Linked DNA regions of Mus musculus: regions 1 and 2 are each linked to region 3. The links are chromatin contacts, called in public HiChIP or PLAC-seq maps. All regions are on one chromosome and are shown on one strand. The core of a region is the stretch at or near the end of the contact, and the rest is flanking DNA. Distances in the headings are between cores, read along the strand shown. Region 1 overlaps Ctnnd1 (catenin (cadherin associated protein), delta 1). Region 2 overlaps Ctnnd1 (catenin (cadherin associated protein), delta 1). Region 3 has its middle 25 kb from the start of Gm13710.

Evidence for each region. HiChIP or PLAC-seq counts read pairs in DNA pulled down with a chosen protein or histone mark.
Region 1: a contact with region 3 is called in an H3K4me3 HiChIP or PLAC-seq map of bone marrow-derived macrophages, with 2.8 times the contacts expected there. The contact joins two enhancer-like sites. A contact is called at or near these places in 3 of 484 Hi-C or Micro-C datasets (the HPC-5 cell line, conventional dendritic cells and erythroid progenitors), 8 of 115 datasets of contacts at active chromatin or transcription factors (bone marrow-derived macrophages, embryonic stem cells, epiblast stem cells and 4 more) and 3 of 9 other capture datasets (adipose tissue, embryonic stem cells and pancreatic islet).
Region 2: a contact with region 3 is called in an H3K4me3 HiChIP or PLAC-seq map of bone marrow-derived macrophages, with 4 times the contacts expected there. The contact joins two enhancer-like sites. A contact is called at or near these places in 1 of 15 datasets of contacts at CTCF or cohesin (the NIH/3T3 cell line), 5 of 484 Hi-C or Micro-C datasets (the G1E-ER4 cell line, the HPC-5 cell line, conventional dendritic cells and 2 more), 3 of 115 datasets of contacts at active chromatin or transcription factors (bone marrow-derived macrophages, embryonic stem cells and microglia) and 3 of 9 other capture datasets (adipose tissue, liver and pancreatic islet).

The regions. Positions count from the first base shown.
Region 1 is chr2:84,621,307-84,624,865 of GRCm38.p6, forward strand. It overlaps Ctnnd1 (catenin (cadherin associated protein), delta 1), which reads right to left. Exons shown (of 19, transcript NM_001085450.1): 2 at 2,964-3,252; 3 at 705-776. The coding sequence starts at 3,158. Among named protein-coding and RNA genes, the nearest start is that of Ctnnd1, 28 kb to the right of the region's middle. Within about 2 kb of position 1,870, at least 50 of the 459 cell types and tissues checked have an H3K27ac peak or open chromatin away from gene starts, as enhancers often do. A contact at or near this core is called in bone marrow-derived macrophages and microglia, where this site is marked.
Region 2 is chr2:84,599,338-84,602,779 of GRCm38.p6, forward strand. Ctnnd1 (catenin (cadherin associated protein), delta 1) reads right to left here. Exons shown (of 19, transcript NM_001085450.1): 19 at 1,444-3,442. Among named protein-coding and RNA genes, the nearest start is that of Ctnnd1, 50 kb to the right of the region's middle. Within about 2 kb of position 2,139, at least 9 of the 459 cell types and tissues checked have an H3K27ac peak or open chromatin away from gene starts, as enhancers often do. A contact at or near this core is called in bone marrow-derived macrophages and microglia, where this site is marked.
Region 3 is chr2:84,529,697-84,533,059 of GRCm38.p6, forward strand. No RefSeq gene overlaps it. Among named protein-coding and RNA genes, the nearest start is that of Gm13710, 25 kb to the left of the region's middle. Within about 2 kb of position 1,720, at least 38 of the 459 cell types and tissues checked have an H3K27ac peak or open chromatin away from gene starts, as enhancers often do. A contact at or near this core is called in bone marrow-derived macrophages and microglia, where this site is marked.

The DNA.
Region 1 (3,559 bases), core at 620-3,119, 92 kb after region 3:
CTATCTAACACATATAAGTTTAAAAAGGTAACTAGAATCATGCTGACATTGCAGTGACTGGGACAGCAGGTTACCTCCCATTCTGGTCCCCGACTTGGATATTAACTGTGTTAACTGTAATATTTACACTGGAGCAATACTTCAAAAAGAACAGCTTACTCAGTAAAGATACGGATTTTAAAAAATAATAAAAATACCAGGTTTTTGCTTTGTTTTGGGTAGCTAGGCAAGCACCCCACCTGCCACTGAAAACATTTGGAGCCTCCTCCTACTTTTACTTTGGGATAAGGTTCCAGCAATCTCCCAGGGAGGCCTTGAAACTTTTGATCCTCCTGCCACAGCCTCCTAAGACACTAAGATTAGATTTGCCCCATCAGGCCCAACAAAGATTTTGTTATTCATCAGATTCGTTCATCTCCTCAGTTAGATTTTAGGTAAGCTTTTCTACAATGTAAAATTATGCTCTCCCTCAAAACAATTGCAGTTTTTGGAGGATCAAATGAGATAGGAATACCATGAGAAAAGCCAATGATTAAAAAAAAAATCAGCAAAACTATAATTTGAAATGGTACCTTTTTAATTTCCAAAATTAAAAAACTAGTAAATATTTACGATGAGCACTGCAGCATAGCAATATGATCATAAAGACTGGAGAGGTACAAAGATGTGAATGAAGTCCCTAGACCTTGAGTGGAAACAATTACCTGGGGTCCGTTGAGTTTCAGATCTGAAAATTTCTGTCTCTCAAGGTCAGCATCGCCCACAAACCGGCCGTTCTGAAACAGAGCCCACAAAACAATTCATGTTCTGGCTGACCTTTGTTCTGTCTAAGACAGCATCTTTCTTTCAAAAATGAAAGGGCTTTTGAGAAGGTATTTGTGGACTGAAATCCTTCTGTCGGTACTCACATAAGAACCATAACACTCCATAACAATCTTAGATACCACTTTCCTCTACAGGCCTAGAATTCTGGCAGGTGGGATTTCTGGAGCATGAGAATGTAAGTTCCATGAGTACACAGGGTTTGAGTCCAGTAGTTTCAAGGCTACTAACATCCCTAACATCTTGAACAGTACTTGGCACATTAGAAGCATTCAAAGACCATTTGCTTAATAACACAGACTCAGGTAAGCTCCCTACAGAAAACCTTTTGGAAAGCTTTAAGAATGTAAGTTAGGAAGGCTACAATGGGGGGTGGCGGAAGGGGGGAGGGTGTCCACAAAAAGCCTCCTTTTATTATCGTTCTAGGAATCTTCAAGCTGTGGTACCAGGGTAAACTCCCATTCCAGGAAGCTCTTGAATGAAGAGAGTAAATTCTCCATTTCCAAATACGAAGGAAAGTACTCAGCAACGCCCCTCAAAAAAAGTCTTCAACGTCTTTAACAAGTTACAGCTACAGAACACATTCTCAAACGTTGTTAAATTGTTCTATGTTAAGCACCAAGACATAACCTAATGAGACTGCATATATAAAGCACATGTCTTGCCCCTCCCAACAGAATACAACTAGATCCAATAACCTTGGGATCTTCTTCCACCCATTCCCCCTTTACATGCAGTGTAATGCTGCAGCAGGGGAGGAAGTTAACCATTGCTTTCAGGAAGAAGGAAGGGTGTGGTTTCATTGCAGAGCAGAGGTTAAAAATAAAAGAAGAAGATAAACCACTAAATCCTGGGATTCCCCACCACCTTAAAGTCTGAGCACCCCACTTTCCTTCAGTGTGTCTCATCCCTAACTCTCTACACTCAAGTTCCTGAAAATTTCCTTGAACGTTGTTGTTTATTTCATGGTCCTGATTATTCAAATGATATCTACTAGCTTAAGGATTAAGCAAGCAACTGGGCACGATTGTAACCCTAGCACTAGGGAAACAGAGACAAGAGGACCACAAGGTTGAGGTCAACCTGAGCTATGTACCAATACCTAATCTTCACAGACCCAAAGGTCTGGAAATGTTGTTTAGTGGCATGCACAAGACCCAGGATTCCATCCCCAGCTCCTCATACATAAGTAAGTAAGTAAAGAGTCTAGGACATAGCTCTGTGGTAAAGCATTTGTCTAGCATGTTCAGGGCTCTAGGGTCAATCCCTTGCACAAACAAACAGATAAAAACAAATAAATAATCAGTTAAAAGAACTGAGTGTAAGCACTGTTCTAATTCCACTCAGAGCTCTATAGAGTCAGTCCACTAATGCAGTACCCACCCAGCCTATGCGTGTTCACACTCACTGGCAAAACCTCAGATTACACCCCAGCAAAGTCAGACATAAACCACAGGGAACACAAATACTTCTCATTTCTATCACCTGTCCTCCCAAGTCACATCGAAGCCAGCCAATGCAGAGACCACTACTGGCTCCTGTGGTTATCTGAGTTAAATAATAGCATGATATCTCCCCTCCCCCAGCTCTAACCAGTAAAAGTAACAATGACTCCTTCTTCCAAAACATGACTTCCTCACCCAACAATAAGCACACAAGGACATAGGGAAAGGAATATACAATTATGAACACTCTAACAACTTTCTGAGAACAGACTGTTCTCTACTTGAGACTGAACTGGAGCTAGGAGCTCAAGATGCCCAACTTCCCCAACCGCTAAGTAGATATACTTTCCTAATTTTTGACCCTGAGAAAAAAGATATTTCAAAGAAAACAGAAGTGACTCTGTGTGTAGCTCCAAAGTACAGTATCATAACTAGAAATAACTAGAACTGCATTCCTGTCCAGAAAATCCACTCTAGCAAAACAGGAAATTACAAAGGGTTTCTAAAGTCCACTCAACTCAGATCAGTAACAAATCCCTTATTTCTTAATCAGCATTTATAATATCCCTGGAACAGTTCATCGTGAAGTATAAGCACTGGACAGCCCAGGGCCAGTAGTATCTCACTAAGGATATATAGGCCTCAGTTGTGACCATGCCAATGTCCTACCTGCAGGTCTAAAGGAGAGAGGGTTACCTGATGCCGACGAGTGAGGGTGCCATTGGCCATGAGTGAGTTGGCATCTTGTGGTGAGACCCGGACGCGTTCCAGTTGCGCCGAGACATGGCGCCGCTCCTCTTCCAGCGCCCGGGTCAGCTTCTCAAACTGGGCCTCTTGTTCTTTCACAGAGGCCAAGATGCTGGCGGTCGACTCCACCTCTGAGTCGTCCATGAAGGTAAGGGGAGGAGCCGCCGCAGGGCAGGATAAAAAGTAAGGTGGACCACAGAGGGAGTAGAAAGGAGGGAGTAGGTCCCCTCACTTCACACTAGGGAGGGGGGCGGAGAAGAGAGAAGAGAAAAGATCACAGGTCAGAGAAGACAGAAGAATTGTTAATCCCCAGCGCCAAAGATGTCCTCTGTGGTTTTACTGCAGTGCAGAAAGCAAGCCACCACCAACCAAGCTTGGGAGCCCATCACCAGTGTCTGCGTCAAGAGGACCCCTTGCCTATTACCCTCTTCAGTACTCTGCTATGAACTCCCATTGAGAGAAGGGTGGCAGCTTGACCAAAGTCTCTACACTGCTGACAGGACAGGGAGACCATAGCATGGGATTAAAATTAGATTATTTTTCTC
Region 2 (3,442 bases), core at 889-3,388, 70 kb after region 3:
CAAAAGTTTCTTAATGTTAGTATGAGTGAGAAGTATCAAGAGGGCTGCCTCTAAAGCACTGTCAAGTCTGCCAAGAAACTCAGGCATGGTGGCAGTATAATCTCAGCACCTGGGAAGGGTTGCCACAAGCTCAAGGTCAAACTGGTCGGGCTAGCTACACAGTGAGGCCCTGGCTTTCAAAACCAATCAAACCATATTTGGCGCTTATAGGTCAGTCCAACATTTCAGTTTGGCTCTGAGCATGAATAACTGATTCGTTGACTGACCAAGACAAAGTCTTGCTATGTAGTCCAGGCTGGTGTCTGTCACCCGAGTGCTGGGATTAGCAGTACATACCACTAGGGCTGGCTTGATCTAGACCTTTGAAAACTCTGTAGAGGAACATGGTGACTGGCACCTACAGTCCCAGCACTGAGGAGAGAGGCAGGAGGATCATGAGCTAAGGCCAGCCTGCAGCAGGGTTTTGATCTAACTCAATACCAGTGAGGAAAGGTTGCTGACCAATGGCCACGTTTCTCTACGTAAAAACAGAACCTTTGCAGCAGAGCAGAAGCTGAAGTTTTCGGCTTTGTACCTTATTTGTCAGCTCCAAGACTACAGGTGTAAGTGCAAATCAAGCCTTAATCTACACAGCTACACTGCTGGAGCTGCCCGGTTCTCATTAGCCCCCAAAAGCTCTTACGTCTTGTATAATGTGGTGATCCTGGGCTATCACTGGGAACAGACCAGTAATTTTATAATATAGTGATTGAAGATGTCACTATATAATAAGCATTTTATACAAATTCTCTGGAGATCTTTAAATTATATGACAGGACATAAGGGCCCCGGAAAAGTATCTTTCCATGAGTCTGAATCTTTGGTATCTGCAGTAAAGATAACCCCCAGTGATCCGGTTTCTGTTAACCATATACAATTTGGCGGGATGTCCTACCAAACAACCCAACCGACTCCATAGGGCCTGAGCAGCATTGCCATGATCTGTGATCAGTGCTCTCGTGCAGAGGACTTTGAACTCTTTCACAGTTACTAAGGTAGCTGTTGGGACTGCTAGCTTCTAATCTTCTAGATTTGATATGTTGTGTTCAAAAGAGCCAAGCGTTAGAGGGCTTTGCTTAGTGCTGATTTTGTCATGATGTATGAGAACCCCAAAGAATGGGGAAGCCAGGGTATGCACTTCACTTTCTAACTCTAATAGCAGAAAGTTCTCATGCTCTACTTCAGCCATTCATTAAATATTTTTAAGACTCTGGAGTGGGAGGGTGTTACAAAGAACCTTCCTTCATTAGAGTTGGGACTGAAACTAAAGTAAGCCCATCCTGAGACAACGAACCGCCTTCTGGCTGCTCTGCATAGAAAAACAACACCGGCACCAAAGTAACTAAGAAGGAAAGGAGGGAAGAAGTGCAGCTGGAAGTGAAGAAATGACACAGACCTCCCACACACACACTTTAAAAACTTTTATTTATATAAAAAACTCATTTGTTTTTAAAAGCATTAACAAGAGAAAGAAAGAGAGAAAAGATACAGAGCAGAAGATATGCCCCTTAGTAGTATTCGGTGGGAGGGTAGGATTTTTGGTTTGCTGAAATTGAATGTTTAGTGTTTTTATAAATGAAAAAGGAAAAACAAAACAAACAAACAAAAAAACAGTTAAAGGTCCCCAAAGCCCATGGCTATTCTATTACCCACACCCCACCGAGAAGAAAGAGCACCAGGAAGAGCAGAAGAGGACAAGAGAACCCAAAACCAGAGGCAGATAGATGTGGGTGGGGGAGGCTCCCCTGTGCAGTGTACTCTGAGGGTCACAGAGAGCACAGAGCTCCTTTTTGCCAGAAAAGGGAAACGGGACTAGGAAGAAATGGGAAGGAAGCAAAGGTTGGGGGGAGGGGGTGACTGCAATGTATAAGAAAAGGAGTTGGTGGGCTGTGCACTTTTCTCCTACCCCATAGCCTCAATATATTAAGGAACAGGACAAGAGGGATAAAGAATTCCAGTTGCATTGAATAGAGCTTTTAGATTAAGGAAAGAAAATAAGGAAAAATGTTTAAAAAAAATTGCACCCACATAGTAGCTGCTTCTCTAGCCAAGCTGTAACACTCACTACAACAGAAAAGGGTGTAATGGAGGCATGGCCTGATTCCCTGTAGCCTTTCAGAGATGATGGGAACTGGGGACGACTAAGGAGTCAGAGTCACAGCACTCCCTCCTAACAGCCTCACTTTGAGACTTATCGGGATGGATTTTCACCAATCCCAACTGCACACTGTTAAGCAGAAGCCTGTTGTGGCTATGTCAGAGGCTTTAACAACACCCAGTAGGGACGTGAAGTTCCCTAAGTTACCACTCCTCTTCTTTGCTTCAGCTACTGGGGGTCAACAGTGGGTAAGAAAATAACAAGGTCTAACTTGCAAAATCATGAGAAATGAGACTGCAGAGGCAAAGAAAGGCACCTGGAAGAGAGGGAGGAGATGCACCCCAGGCCAAAGGCACAAAGAAGAGGCAAAGCCAGGGCAACTCCTACCTTACAAGGGCAAAGGGGGAGGAGCTATGTACAAGTCTTGTAAGTTGGCCAACAAATCCAGGGAAGGGGAGGAGAGGGAGGACAAGCTTATAAAGGACGAAGAGAGATGGGGTGAGGGGGCTGAGGAAAGCCAGCTCTGAAGCTTCCTGCCAGTTTCAGACTAACCACTTCATGTACATTCCTCCTAGAGGTTCATCTTCTCAATAGACAATCTTTCTGTTTCTTCTCAACCAGGGGGTTCCATGGCATTCTCCTTTTTACAAAGCATCTTGCAAAACAGCCAGGTCAAGTTAGCAGGTTTATCACAGGGTAGGAGAGGAGGGTTAAGGACAGCCTTGGTCAGGACAGCACCCCAAGGTTATCCTGAAGCTGACAGAGAGATGGAGTCTGTAGGTCCTTTGTGGTCCCTGCCTTGAACAGGAGGAACAAGAGTTCTCACTCTGAGGTTGGGGAGTACTTCACTTACTTGAGGGCCCTTGCCAGGTGGAATGTGCCAATGTTTCCAGCCTTCTTGGCTTCAAAAATCGCCACTGGATAAGGGAAGAACTCACACTTCCCCATCCAAAACAAAATAAAAAGTTCCCCCCACACCAGAAAAAATAGTCTTGATTAAAAGTCATCAGTTTGTCAGAATGCTGACTGCTGAACAGACAGTGTGTAATTTTCAGTTCTTCCCATTGCTTCCAGTAGAGAGTTCCACTCTCCCTCCCTCTATGCAAGGCCAAGAGTTCCAGGGAAGGCTGGCAAAAAGAGCTAATCTGCAGCAGTTTCTCAAGATATGCAAATAACAGAGTCAGGTTTCTTGGGGGAAAACTGGAAGTAGGGTCTGGGAGGATAGGACAATTAAACTTCAGTGGAAGATGTAGGTAATTCACGGATGACGGCAGCCAATTTGGGCTACAAGGGTAGGAGTCAGCC
Region 3 (3,363 bases), core at 470-2,969:
GAACAAGAAAAAAGGAACAGAATAGGAAAATTCAAAAAAAAAAAAAAAAGTCAGAAAATGAAAGGAATCCTGCAGCCACTGCCTTGTCCCAACTTTCTTGCCAACAAAGAAAGTTCCAATTCCCTAAGCATCTAGCCTCTTCCCTAGCATCCTGGATCCTTTCTTCATGTTAGCTTGAGGTGGGCAGCTTCTTGTTTGTTTGTAGAGTTTCATGAGTTTCTTGTATTGTTTTAGGGTTTAGACCTGTTTGTCTCATTTTTTTGTGACAGTGTATCACATAACCCAACTGACCTCAAACTCATTTCATGGCAGATGATAATCCTCCTGCCTCTACCTCTCAAGAATTAGGATCACAAGCATATCATACCACAGAGCAGGAAATTGAACCCAGAGTTTTCTGCATGTTAGGCAAACACTCTACTACCAACGGAGCTACATCCCTCGTACTAACATGGAGTTTTCTTTCTGAATGGCACCAAATAATGAAATATTTCTTCTTCCAAGATAAATACAGTCGGCCTTCAAGACATGCAACTGTTATACCCAGCTCTCAGGAAGCTGTGGTCAGAGAATTTGGAATTTAAAGCCAGCCTACGATACAGAGAGCAAGATCCTGCCTCGAGTCCAGTGCATGGAAAAGCCTTGCCCATTCAGCTGTGGAATGGAGACAAGGAGGAGGGAAAGACCCTGACTCAAAAGAACTGATGTAGCAGATAAGCAGTGGTTATTGATTGAATATAAAACTCAGGAGAAGGAAAGGTGATATTGCTCAAAGAAGCAAAATTTAGTGTCTTTTTCCCCCAAATCACAAAGAGATCTTAAAACCTTAACTTTTCCTTGTGCAAAAGGAGGTTATTTGTATATTAAAAAAGACAGTATGTGTCAGTGTCTTCCTGATATTCATATTATTCATATTTAAGCAAGAACCCTTAGCTGTAACAACGCCCCTGTCTACTGTTGTGGTAAACCCTTTCTCTATAGGCCTCAGTGTTCTACTTCTCTTTTTAATTATCAGAAATAATGGTGGGTCCAAACAGAAAGCAGGGAGGAAGCTTGGTGGCAGATACCTAAAGTATAAATTACAATTCTATAGCTGTGGTTCTCAACCTTTGGACAAGACCCCCTGGGGTCCTTTCACAGGGGTGGCCTAAGACCATCTGCTCCAGGCAGTGGTGGCACACGCCCTTAATCCCAGCATTTGGGAGGCAGAGGCAGGTGGATTTCTGAGTTCCAGGACAGCCAGGGCTACACAGAGAAACCCTGTCTTAAAACAAACAAACAAAAAAATCCATCTGCATATCAGATGTTTGCATTACAATTCATAACAGCAAAATAACTGTTATGAAGTAGCAATGCAAATAATTTTGTGGTTAGGGACACCACAACATGAGGAACTATATTAAAGGGTCGCAGCATCGGGAAGGTTGAGACCCACTGCTCTAGAGGCAGAGGCAAGAAGATCAGAAGTTCAAGACCTACCTGCCGCTGAAGCTGCACAGTAAGTCTGAGGCCAGCCTGGGTTACATGGTCTGTCAGTTACTTTGTTCATTGCCGTGATCTGTCAAAAGCAACTTAAAGAGGAGAGGTTCATTTTGTCTCCCAGCTCACGGGAATTCAGTTTAGGGTGGCAGGGAAAGCAAGGCCACCCTGCAGTTGCTACAGTTGCTGTAGGGAAGCAGAAGTACAGTTGCTGTAGGGAAGCAGAGGTGCCCCACTTGCTTCCTTCTTTACACAGTGCCCTGGGATGGCATCCCCACATCAGTTAAGTCGATCTGGAAATACCATGCATACATACCCAGAGTTCTGCTTTCTGGGTGAATCTAGATCCTGCCAACTCAACAATCTTAACCACCACACACAAGATGTGTGCAAGAAACACACATACCACTCCAGCCAGGGAAGCAGGGAGGCTAACTTCCTATCTCCACCTCTCTCAGTTCTTCCAAATCCAAACCCAGTGTCCCAACCCCAGCTCTAGAGCAGACAGACCTGCTGCGACCTCTCTCCCCAATCCCCACCTCCAGTGGATCATACAGATCTTCCTCTCCAAATTTCCTTCCTCCCACTCAATGCTTCATCCTGACTCCTAACCCCAACAGGCCTTCTCTGGGGCCAACTACAGGTTACTTCAGCCCAAAGAGCAGATAGGCTAACTAGATCTTCACCTCTCCCTCAGTTCCTCAAAATTCAGTTCCCAATCCCAGCTCTGTAGCAGGCTATCTGTTGTTCTCCCTCTCCCTCTCCCTCTCCTCCCTCTCCCTCTCCCTCTCCCTCTCCCCCTCTCCCTCTCCCTCTCCCTCTCCCTCTCCCTCTCTCCCTCTCCCTCTCCCTCTCCCTCTCCCTCTCCCTCTCCCTCTCCCTCTCCCTCTCCCTCTCCCTCTCCCTCCCCCTCCCCCTCCCCCTCCCCCTCCCCCTCCCCCTCCCCCTCCCCCTCCCCCTCCCCCTCTCCCTGCCCTCACTCACAAGGGACTAAGCAAATCCTAATAGAACACCCTGCTTACCTCTCCTATGGATCAGCCCAACCAGGGTCCCTGCCCTAGTCCTTCCCCATTCCTAAGTGTCAGAGCTACCAATACCTAGAAACACATTTTACCTGGAACCTCCAGTAGCCACACCTATCAGGATCCCAGAATAATTTCCCGTTAGGCAACAAACAGCCACCACACTGTCTGTCCTACGACCCAGAGAGGACCACAGAAACCAAGAAGCACAGAAGCCACCCAACAAAGACAGACCAGAGAACAGCACTGTGGTGGTTTGTGTATGCTTGGCCCAGGGAGTGGCACGATTTGGATGTGTGGCATTTTGGAGGAAGTGTGTCATTGTGGAAGTGGGCTTTAAGACACTTGCCCTAGCTGCCTGGAAGTCAGTCTTCTCCTGGCTGCCTTCAGATGAAGATGTAGAACTCTCAGCTCCTCCTGCACCATGCCTGCCTGGATGTTGCCATACTCCTGTGTACTGGCTAGTTTTGTGTCAACTTGACACAGCTGGAGTTATCACAGAGAAAGGAGCTTCAGTTGAGGAAATGCCTCCATGAGATCCAACTGTAAGGCATTTTCTCAATTAGTGATCAAGGGGGAAAGGCCCCTTGTGGGTGGTGCCATCTCTGGGCTGGTAATCCTGGTTCTATAAGAAAGCAGGCTGAGCAAGCCAGGAGAGGCAAGCCAGTAAAGAACATCCCTCCATGGCCTCTGCATCAGCTCCTGCTTCCTGACCTGCTTGAGTTCCAGTCCTCACTTCCTTGGTGATGAACAGCAGTATGGAAGTGTAAGCTGAATAAACCCTTTCCTCCCCAACTTGCTTCTTGGTCATGATGTTTGTGCAGGAATAGAAATCCTGACTAAGACAAATTGGTACCAGCAG